Regions from separate parts of the Sus scrofa genome. Here region 2 is linked to region 1. The links are chromatin contacts, called in public HiChIP or PLAC-seq maps. All regions are on one chromosome and are shown on one strand. Each heading gives the region's core, a stretch centred on a gene start, on an enhancer-like site or on the middle of the called end of the contact. The rest is flanking DNA. Distances are from core to core; before and after follow the strand shown.

What was found. HiChIP or PLAC-seq counts read pairs in DNA pulled down with a chosen protein or histone mark.
Region 2: an H3K27ac HiChIP or PLAC-seq map of alveolar macrophages shows a contact between it and region 1. The contact joins two enhancer-like sites. A contact is called at or near these places in 4 of 47 Hi-C or Micro-C datasets (epiblast stem cells, retroperitoneal adipose tissue, skeletal muscle and 1 more) and 1 of 2 datasets of contacts at active chromatin or transcription factors (alveolar macrophages).

The regions. Positions count from the first base shown.
Region 1 is chr12:53,473,564-53,478,923 of Sscrofa11.1, reverse strand. It overlaps PFAS (phosphoribosylformylglycinamidine synthase), which reads right to left. Exons shown (of 33, transcript XM_003358276.4): 32 at 4,857-5,180; 33 at 1,670-4,778. The coding sequence ends at 4,468. Among named protein-coding and RNA genes, the nearest start is that of RANGRF, 9.0 kb to the left of the region's middle. Within about 2 kb of position 2,578, at least 10 of the 83 cell types and tissues checked have an H3K27ac peak or open chromatin away from gene starts, as enhancers often do. A contact at or near this core is called in alveolar macrophages and retroperitoneal adipose tissue, where this site is marked.
Region 2 is chr12:53,663,383-53,668,742 of Sscrofa11.1, reverse strand. It overlaps MYH10 (myosin-10), which reads left to right. Exons shown (of 44, transcript XM_021067863.1): 28 at 803-1,015; 29 at 1,699-1,843; 30 at 2,835-3,041; 31 at 4,618-4,722. Among named protein-coding and RNA genes, the nearest start is that of NDEL1, 64 kb to the right of the region's middle. Within about 2 kb of position 3,387, at least 9 of the 83 cell types and tissues checked have an H3K27ac peak or open chromatin away from gene starts, as enhancers often do. A contact at or near this core is called in alveolar macrophages and retroperitoneal adipose tissue, where this site is marked.

The DNA of each region.
Region 1 (5,360 bases), core at 1,329-3,828:
ATTAGCTGGGGCTCCAAGTGACAGAAACCACCAAAACAGGGCTTAAATGAGAGAGGTTTGTCTCCACACTTATGACATCCAGTGACAGCCTGTCTGGAACGCACACGTACTCCTCAATGTCAAGAGACCCAGTCTCCTTTTTATCTTGTTACTCTGCTCTGCATGGTGACAATTCCTAAAGGCTACCTCATGGACCAATATGGTGCTTGAGTTCCAGCTATCACATCTTCATTCCAGATAGCTGGAAGCAAGAATGGGTGACGAGAAGCATGCACCCCTTCTTTTAAGAACACTTGCACATTCTGTACCTCATTTTCTCTTCTGTCAATCAGAATTTAGTCACAGCTGAAGGGCAACTAGATGTCATCTTTATTTTGAGCAGCCACAACCTCTGCTAAAATCCTGGAGGCTCTTATTGCATTTCTAGAAAGGGAAATCAGATATTGAGGAACAACTAGTATCCCCTTCCACGGGGAGTGAGGCGGGGGGAGTCAGCAGAACACAGAGGAGGGTGAAGGTGGTACAGAACGGCAGGAAGCTAGAATGGCAAGATTTTCTTCAAAGGGAGTGGAGTGGAGAAGAATCTGGGAGTGGTTCAGAGAGGAGCCAACCCCCAACTCCCTTGCCTGAGGCTGTGAATAGATTTCACAGCAGGTGATTTCCCGTGAAGGCAGAGAGGCAAAGAACAGCTAGCCTGCAAAGTTTCGGAGGGATGGGGAGGGAGCTAAGAGCTGGGTCAGGAACCAGCAAGGACAGGGTTGTGTAGCTACGGAATGAAAACAGGAATGGGAGGAGTTCCCGTCATGGCTTAGTGGTTAACAAATCCGACTAGGAACCATGAGGTGGCAGGTTCAATCCCTGGCCTTGCTCAGTGGGTTAAGGATCCTGCCTTGCAGCCCTAGAAAAGACGAAAAGACAACAAAAATAAACAGGGATGAGAAGCTGAGCTGACTTGGTCTTGGCAGTGTCCGAGGGTACTTCTTGCTTGGCCAGAGTGATCTAAACTAGAAACCACTCCATCTCCAAAATGCATGAATTTACCCATGATAGCCAATCAGCAAGTTACCTCAGTTACCATTCTTCTGCTTTGTTTTTTGGGAGGAGAGGCTGCACCCACTGGCATGCAAAAATTCCAGGACCAGGATCAAATCCTGTATCACAGCGGCGACCTGAGCCACTACAGTGACAACGATGGCAGATCTCTCACCCACTGAGCCACCAGGGACCTCCATTATCCTTTTTTTTTTTTTTTTTTTTTGTTTTTTAGGGCCAAACCCACAGCTTATGGAAGTTCCCAGGCTAGGGGCTGAATCAGAGATACAGCTGATGGCTTACACCACTGCCACAGCGTCTGCAACCTACACCACAGCTCACAGCCACGCCAGATCCTTAACCCACTGAGTGGGGCCAGGGGTCAAACCGTGTCTTCATGGATACTAGTTGGGTTTGTTACCGCTGAGCCACAACAGGAACTCCTCCACCATCCTTCTGATCTCGGAGAGCAGTGAGGGATGGCTTGAAGTAAGATCTTAATTCTCTGCTCAGGACTTGAACCTGGGCAGCCTGGATGAAAACCAGGAATCCTAGCCACTAGATTAATAGAGCTAAAAGTAGAATTGCTGATTCTTGGCCCCTGTTGAAAGTAAGAATGTTTTAAGGAGGCAAAGACTGCAAAAACAGGTATAAACTTTATTGTTAGAGACACAGTACGACGTGGGAGAGCACAGAGAGTAGTCTATTTATCTAAGACAGAAGCAGAGCAGTAATCCACACCCCAAAGGAGCAGGGCTTGGGTGTACCCCTGAATGAGGAGCACATCAGAGAGGTGAGACAGTTCTGGCTGGACCCAGGGCCCTCCCCGATATGCGTGCCCATCTTTTGGCAAAGACGGATTCCAGAGCAAAAGGTTCTGAGATGGCCTGGTGCCCCCTTCCTTTTTGACTCTGCACATGTGTAATGGGGGGGGGGTCTCCTTGACCGCAGGAGTGATTGATTGAAGCAGTCATCTTTTTTTTTTTTAATTTATTTTTAGGCACTAGGGGTCGAATAGGAGCTACAGCTGTCAGCCTACACCACAGCCATACCAGATCCGAACCACGTCTGCAAACTATACCACAGCTCATAGCAACACTGGGTACTTAACCCACTGAGCAAGGCCAGGGAGTGAACCCTCATCCTCATGGGTACTAGTTAGGTTGGTTCCCACTGAGCCACAACAGGAATACCTTCATCTTACTTTTATACTCCAGCAGAGCTCAGCTCCTGCCATTAACTTGCTTCTAGAGAAGCAAGGCCCAATTTACTCAGCCTGACAGGTCCCAGCTGTTCTCAGCCCAAGGCCTGTCTACCCCCTCCCTCACTTCTAGTTTTGCATCAAGTGCTCGTCAACTTGACATCCAAGCCTTGGTATTAGCCTCCAAAACTGTGCATTTGAGATTATTTACAATATTTATACGGTTTCCCAGCATCAGCAAATACATTCAAATGCTGAAAATGGGAGTTCCCTGGTGATGAAATGGGTTAAGGATTTGAAGTTGTCACTGCTGTGGTTCTGCTTTGATCTGCTGGGGAACCTCCACATGCGGAGGATGTGGCCAAAAAATCAAAAGCCAGAAATGACTCCTACTAGCCCCACCCTGCTCTGGATAGGTCCGTTTGCAAAGCAATAAGGAAAAACAGACCTCAAGTGGTGATTTTCGACAATCTTCTCTTAGGCTTCTCTACCAAGAGCCCATGTTCTCAGCCTCCCCCTTCCCTGCAGGCCCAAAGCCCTTGGGAATCTGAGATTCCAGGCTCCATTCTCAGGGAAACTTCTTTAATCAAGATGTTGAGGAGTTCCCGTCGTGGCGCAGTGGTTAACGAATCCGACTGGGAACCATGAGGTTGTGGGTTCGATCCCTGCCCTTGCTCAGTGGGTTAATGATCCGGCATTGCCGTGAGCTGTGGTGTAGGTTGCAGACGCGGCTCGGATCCCACGTTGCTGTGGCCCTGGCATAGGCTGGTGGCTACAGCTCCGATTCAACCCCTAGCCTGGGAATCTCCATATTCCCGGGAGTGGCCAAGAAATCAAAAGACAAAAAAAAAAAAAAAAAAAAAAAAGATGTTATTTAGGGGCAAGCCGACTTGAGCTACAAAACACAGTCATAAGGAAGTGGCCTCTACACACACTCTTCTGAGCAAAGGAAGCAAGAACAGCTGTCGGCAAGAATCCCTGACGCCTCCTCCCGGAAATGTGACAGCAGAGTGGTGGGAAGCAGATGTTGCATCACTGGACATGGCCTTCTGGCTCTGCCCTTTGCTGTGTGACCCCGGGCAATTTATTTAGCTCTTAGTTCTTCTTTTGTTAAAAAAAAAAATAGGGGGTGGGGCGGGGATGGAGTGACGCTATCAAGAACCTTACTGAACTCTTAGGATTTGTTTTAATTTTTATTTATATCATGTTTATTTTTTTATAGCCACACCTGCAGCATATGGAAGTTTCTGGACCAAGGACTGAACCTGAGCCACAGCTGATCCAGTGTTGCTGTGAGCTGTGATGTATGTTGCAGATGTGGCTCGGATCTGGCATTGCTGTGGCTGTGGTGTAGGCCGGCAGCTGTAGCTCCCATTAGACCCCTAGCCTGGGAACCTCCATATGCCACAGGTATGGCCATAAAAAGCAAAAAAGAAAAAGAAAAAAAAAGAAAGAAAAAATAATCTTATTAGATCATAAACTCCCTGGCAGCAGTGAGAGTGCTTGGCACCGTGGTGAATCATCAATCAAATGTTAAAGGAAGGAATGAATGAATGAATGAATGAATACTACTCGGTGTGAGGCATCAGGGTGCTGACCACTGCTGTCAGGAAGCGATCTGCTACATTCAAAGTCAAAAAGTCAGGAAAATTGAGTTCAGAGGCCAGCAGCAGGGCAGCCCTATGGCACAGAGGGAGACCCTGTCAGAGAAGCTGCCAACGATTGGTTATGCTCAGCACTGTGCAGCATTTAAAAAGAAGCATCCAGAAAGCTGCTGCTGGTTTTCAGATGAGAACGCTGCGGACCTGACTTGCATGGTTTTGTACACCCCCATCCCCTAAACCCCGGTGATGGGGAAGGGGGCCATACGTGACAGCTCAGATAAGTGACACGAGTGACGTGGTACAGTGAGGGGGGCGCCGTGGAACCCCGTCCCCCCCTGCATCCTAACTTTCTGCTGCAGGCTCTTTTCTCTGAAACCCTCACAGCCCATGTGGGCTTCCCGGGCCCACAAAGAACAAAACATGTCAGAGTAGAACTGAAAACAGGTCCAATAGCGTAAGGCAATGACAGGCAGATTAGTAAAATGAGCTGAGGCTTTTTTTGGGATTTTGGTCCCTGTCCCTCCAAAACACAGTTGGAAAGAATATGAGGTATTTCTAAAGGGAATGCGTGAGAGGGGAGCAGTCACCCCAGGCACAAACCATGGGGCCCAGGGCGGCCTCCTGGCCTGCTCAGCAGCCTCCTTCCTGGGTCCACTTTCGGGCATTAACGAAGAGCTGGAGCCAGGGCGAGGTGGCCAGCGTGTCAAAGGGAGGAGGCCGCCATGCCCACTGCCAAGGCCGCACAGACCGCTCAGGGTGCGGCATGAGAGCCAGGTGGCGGCCGTCAGGGGAGCAGACGCCAGCCACGCCCCCTGGGGACCCGTTGGGATTCAGGGGGTACTGTTCTGTGGGGTTCCCATCATCGTCTGCCCAGTGCAGCGGAGCCAAGCCCCTGGCCTCGATCTGGGCTTGGAGTTCCGGAGAGGAAAATGCCATGTAACCTGGGATGGAAGGGGGGGGCGTGAGGGCAAAGCTCCTTCATTGGCCCCCCTCCCCCCCCCGCCTTCCCGGAGCCTGACCTTCCCCGTGAGCGCTCCACACGGGCAGCACGGCGCCCTCCATCCCTCGCAGCATCAGGGCTGGCCCGGGTCCCACACGCACGCTGGCCCAGCGTGACTCATAACGCCCCGACAGGTTGTGGCGCAGCAGGAGGCCGGGCCGGGCTGGCCAGGAATCCTGGCCCCTCTCTGCTGCCTCCTCCCCGGGACTGCCTCCCACCCAGCCCAGCAGAGCCAGCAGCTGGCAGCCGTTACACACGCCCAGGCTGAAGGTGTCTGGCCGCTCCCGGAAGCGCCTCAGCTCAGCCCCGGCCCGTGGGTTAAAGGTCACGGCAGCTGCCCACCCTAGGAGGGAACAGAGAGGCTGGGGTGAGAACCAGAAAGAGGCGGATGGCTGCCCTTTCGTGCCAGCACGTCCTGTCACATTCCCCCCGGGAACTTCCCCCTCCGAAGAGCTCCAGGCCAACGCCAGGGAAGAAACAGGTTTACCTGCTTAAAAGAGATGTTGCCAACTCCTGGGCCAGA
Region 2 (5,360 bases), core at 2,138-4,637, 190 kb before region 1:
GAGTTGCTGTGGCTCTGGCGTAGGCCGGCGGCTACAGCTACGATTAGACCCCTACCCTGGGAACCTCCCTGTGCCGCAGGAGTGGCCCAAGAAATGGCAAAAAGACAAAAAAAAAAAAAAATCAGGAGTCCTGTCTGATCCTTGCTTGGAAAGTCACATCATCACAAATTGTTTTACATCAGACATTCTGGCTCCCGCACATTACAGATTAACTTCAGTGTGTCTTAGAAGTTTAGAAGAAATCACGTGTCGGGAGTGCCTTTCGTGGCTCAGTGGCGAACGAATCCAACTAGGAACCATGAGGTTGCGGGTTCCATCCCTGGCCTTGCTCAGTGGGTTAAGGATCCCGTGTTGCCGTGAGCTGTGGTGTAGGCCAGCAGCTGTAGCTCCGATTAGACCCCTAGCCTGGGAACCTCCATATGCCGCGGGTGTGGCCCTAGAAAAGACAAAGAAAAAAAAAAGAAAAAAATCCAGTATCGCTTGTAGCAGGGTTTGCTGCGAAACCATCCAGCTTTACTTGTTTGTTTAGTGCAGTGTGGCTGATTTACGGTGTTGTGTTCATTTCTGCCGCGCAGCCCAGGGATTCAGTTCTAAATCCTCACAGGCCTTTTTGTGTGTTCTTTTCCACTAAGGGTTCTCCTAGGCTATTGACAGCAGTTCCCTCCGCCGTACAGTGGAACCTCGTTTATCCGTTCAGCGGGCCCAGGCGGAGGGAGGGAGGGAGGGAGGTGCGAGGGGGTCGCCACTGGAAACATCCCGGGCACCAGCTCTGAGCGCATCTCGTGCCCGGCTGTCCCCGCAGGGGTGACGACGAGACGCTGCACAAGAACAACGCACTGAAGGTCGTGCGGGAGCTGCAAGCCCAGATCGCTGAGCTTCAGGAAGACTTTGAATCCGAGAAGGCGTCGCGGAACAAGGCGGAAAAGCAGAAGAGGGACTTGAGCGAGGAGCTGGAGGCTCTGAAGACAGAGCTGGAGGACACGCTGGACACCACGGCGGCTCAGCAGGAACTGCGGTGAGCGGGGGGCGGAGGCGCGCGTCCTCCTGGGAGAGGCTGGTGCTCTTCGCGTTGTCACTTGGAGCATCCTCTCGCCCTCCGGGAAACCATGGCTGCTGGACCAGCAGCAAAATAGCAGTGGCTGGAAAGCACGGGGGCGGGGGGGCACAGCCAGAGGCATTACTGCGTGGACCCTGCGCCCCTCGAAGGACTCAGACCCCTCACCCCCACCCCCGCCTCTGCGTTGGTTCCTCCCCGTGGTGTGTATCACGTGATTAGCGTAAAATAACAGTTCTCAGCAAGCGACGTCCTGCTTATCAGACTCACAGGTTTAAGTCTCTTTGGGCCTCGGGGTGAGACGAACGGAGGAAGGAGACCTCCGCAGACACCCCCTTCCCCAGTTTGACTGAAGTGTCCGCCGGTGCCGTGGCAGGTCTCTTAGCGTCTGGCGTTAACCAGTGCCTGGCCGCCAGCACCGCCAGACTGTCCCTAGACATCCGAGGACCCCAAGGGACATTACACTGACGGCACAAGGAACAGGAGGGGTGCCGGCTGAGAAGGTTCCTCGGTATCACATAAGGGACGCGCCAGCCTGTTGGCAAGAGATCGATGTGACCTTTCAAACAGAAGCAGCCCTTGTAATACACATGTCGCCGTGCAACTCATGCTGAGCTCCTTTCCCCAACACTCTGTTTCTCTAGGACAAAACGTGAACAGGAAGTGGCAGAGCTGAAGAAGGCTCTCGAAGAGGAAACCAAGAACCACGAGGCTCAGATCCAGGACATGAGGCAGCGGCACGCGGCGGCCCTGGAGGAGCTCTCGGAGCAGCTGGAACAGGCCAAGAGGGTGGGCTCTGCTCTGCTGTCCCCATCCCCTCGCCGCCTGTCCGCGGCCCCTGCTCACTCAGGGCAGCAGTGGGACACGGATGACCTGCCCCTGAGCACATGTCAGGTCCTGTGCCCAGTGCCTGGGCATGGGCTTACCCTGCGTCCCACTCCTGTGGGCTCCCTCTCCGTCTCCCTCCGAGGGGGGCACACTGAGGCCCAGTGGCGTGAGGATGTTTAGCCAGAGCCCCACGGCGCGACCCCCCACCCCGCCCCACCACATCACCTTGAAAGCCTGTCCTCCATCCTTGTCATCTGAGGACGTCCCCACGGAGACCCAGCCTGTGGTGGTCACCCTCCCACCGGCCTACGGTGCTGCTCACGCCCCCTCCCCCCTACTGTTAGTCACACGTTGTCCCCGTGTTAATGTCACCCCAGCAACAGGAGCCTCAGCTCCTTGGTAAGAAATGTTTACACTGGAGTTCCCATAGCAGCTCAGCGGGTTAAGAACCCAGCCAGGATCCATAAGGATGCAGGTTCGATCCCTGGCCCCACTCAGTGGGTTAAGGATCCAGCCGGGAGCTGCGGTGTAAGTGGCAGACCGGGCTGGGATCTGGCGTGGCTGTCACTGTAGCCTAGGCTGGCAGCTGCAGCTCCTATTCTACCTCTTCCCTGGGAACTGCCACAGATGCAGCCCTAAAAAAAAATAAGAGGAAGAAAAGAAAGGTTTACATCGACAGAGCTTGTTCTACGCAAGGATGACGTGACCGAAGGACTGGTCTTGGGACAGAAGCGCTCGGCCCGTGGCCCCGGCTGCACTGACAAGGCCGAGGGTGGCCGCCCCCGTACCTGGATCAGCCGCGTGGCCGGGGGCTCCTCGCGTGGGAATCCTCGCGGGTGGGCGGAGAGCACATGCTTTCATTCAAGCCGTGCCCAGCACTGGCTCCAGGGGTGAAGCAGCGCCTTCGGGCGTGTTCTCAAACCCCAGCCAACCCTGTGTCCTCTCCCCCCAGTTCAAAGCGAACCTGGAGAAGAACAAACAGGGCCTGGAGACTGACAACAAGGAGCTGGCGTGTGAGGTGAAGGTGCTGCAGCAGGTCAAGGCCGAGTCCGAGCACAAGAGGAAGAAGCTGGATGCCCAGGTCCAGGAGCTCCACGCCAAGGTCTCAGAAGGAGACAGACTCAGGGTCGAACTGGCTGAGAAAGCAAATAAGCTACAGGTAGGCCTGGCAAACTGTTACTGGCTGCTGCCTGCCATGTTGGGGTGGGGGAGCCCGACATTCGGCTGCCCCAGGCGCACAGTAGGCTCCTTGGGTGTGGTCCCCGCACCTGAGGCTCTCATGGCCCCAGGTGGGTCTGCTCAGTAGGACGTGAGGCTCAGAGAAGCCCGCGCCCTCCGGGACTCGCCTGGCCGGTTGTGGCGCTGGACATGAGGGCAGCAGGGCTCCGCTGAGCCCAGGGCCCACCCCACCCACTGCGGCCAAGGCGGGTGAAGCACAGGCTCTCTGAAGGGTGTCGCTGAAAAGCGGAAAAATGGAAGTGTCATTAGCTTGACTGACATGAACCGAGACGTCTTCTGTTTGCCTTCCCTGTGCTGACGTGACGAGACGACAGACCAGAGCAAAGGGCAGCCTCTGTCTCTTCTGAGAGCCACCATCCCCACAGAAACGGGATTTCAGGGTTTGTGGGGGTCACAAGCCACCCGTTTTCCTTACATGCCCCTGCAATAAACCTTTTTCGGCTAAAAAATAAATAACCACATAGAAGATCTTCCCTAAAAGGGGGGAAGAGGTTTTTTTTAAGTTTAAAAATAACTTTGGGGAGTTCCCATCGTGGTTCAGTGGAAACGAATCTGACTAGGAACCGTGAGGTTTCGGTTTCAATCCCTGGCCTCGCTGGTGGGTTAAGGATCTGGCATTGCCGTGAGCTGTGGTGTAGGCCGGCAGCTGTGGCTCCGATTCGACCCCTAGCCTGGGAACCTCCATATGCCCCAGGGTGCGCCTTAAAAAAGCAAATAAATAAATAACTTCCGGGTTTTTTAAGTTTAAGAATAACTTCCCGTCGTGGATCAGCAGAAACAAATCCAACTGGGAACCATGAGGACGCGGGTTCGATCACTGGCCTTGCTCAGTGGGTTAAGGATCCGGCATTGGCGTGAGCTGTGCTGTAGGTCACAGACGTGGCTTTGATCCCACGTAGCTGTGGCTGTGGTGTAGGCCAGCAGCTACAGCTCAGATTCAACCCCTGGCCTCTAGATATACAACTTCTATATCCCACAGGTGCAGCCTTAAAAAGGAAAAAGAAGCCTTCGGGCCATGTTAACATTTAAACTAACTCGCGTCTGTGATAAAGTCTTCAAGCTCTAAGAATGGGAATTTTACTTCTGCCACCTACATGTGATTAATGCATCTTGGTGGGAAAAAGGATGAAAATAAACCCCCTCCTAATTACGGAGCCTCCTCACACAGGACAGCAGTCACTCTTTCAGAGGATTCGGTGTCATTTTTGTCTGTTCATGATAAAAAACAAGACAGCAAACCAGAGGGAGGAGAACCCCCTCGGGGGGGGGGGGGGGCTCTGCCAGTATAGTGCTCGATGTCCGAGCCTGCGTGTTGGGCACACTGCGTGCTGGGCACTGCTGAGGGCAGAGGACTCCCGGGGGTGAGTCTGCCTTAGCTGAGGCTGGCGGTTTGGGATCGACCCCTCCCTGCCCTTGGTGGGTGTTTAGGGTCCAGAACCCCAACTTGTTCCTATCTGCCTGTTAAAGTGAGTCTGACCCTTTATTCCTCCTCACAGAATGAACTGGATAACGTCTCAACTCTTCTAGAAGAAGCAGAGAAGAAGGGGATTAAGTTTGCTAAGGATGCAGCTAGTCTTGAGTCTCAGCTCCAGGACACCCAGGTACCCAGAGGGAGGGGCTGCGATGCTGACTCTGCCCTTTATGTGATCTGTAAGCCGGGGAAGCTTGTTGGTCCCAGAAAGGCCTCCTTAACACCTCTTTCTGTGCCTCTGCTCTCAACCGCCTTGCACTGTAACCAGCCTGCACACCCAGAAGCTGTCCCCTGAGCTCGTCTTTCAGGGCCCTGGGGTCCTGGGTCTGGGAGGCAGGTCTTCCAGCATGATGGGCTCTGCCTGGGGTGTGGGTCCCAGGGGTGGTCCCACTGTACACACTTGCATTGCTGCCCACTGTGAATGAGGTTGTTTTGTTATAGTTGACATTTCATCACCCTGAGCTAAGAGAAACAGGAGGGGATTCCGAAGTGAGAAGATGCCAGAGATGCAGGAAAGGGAGGCTCGCAGGTTCCTGGTCAGGGCCGTGCCGGGGGACTCTGAGGGGGAGAGGATGCTGCTTACAAAGGAGTTTAAAGCCCTGTTATATTAAGGGCACTTATTAAATGGTCGTATGTGGGTTTTTATAAATTTTTTATCATTTACTATAGTTGATCGACAGTGTCCTGCCCATTTCTGCCATACAACAAAGCGGCTCAGTCATACCTACATATTTTTTTAATGCGTTATTTTCCATCATGGTCTGTCCC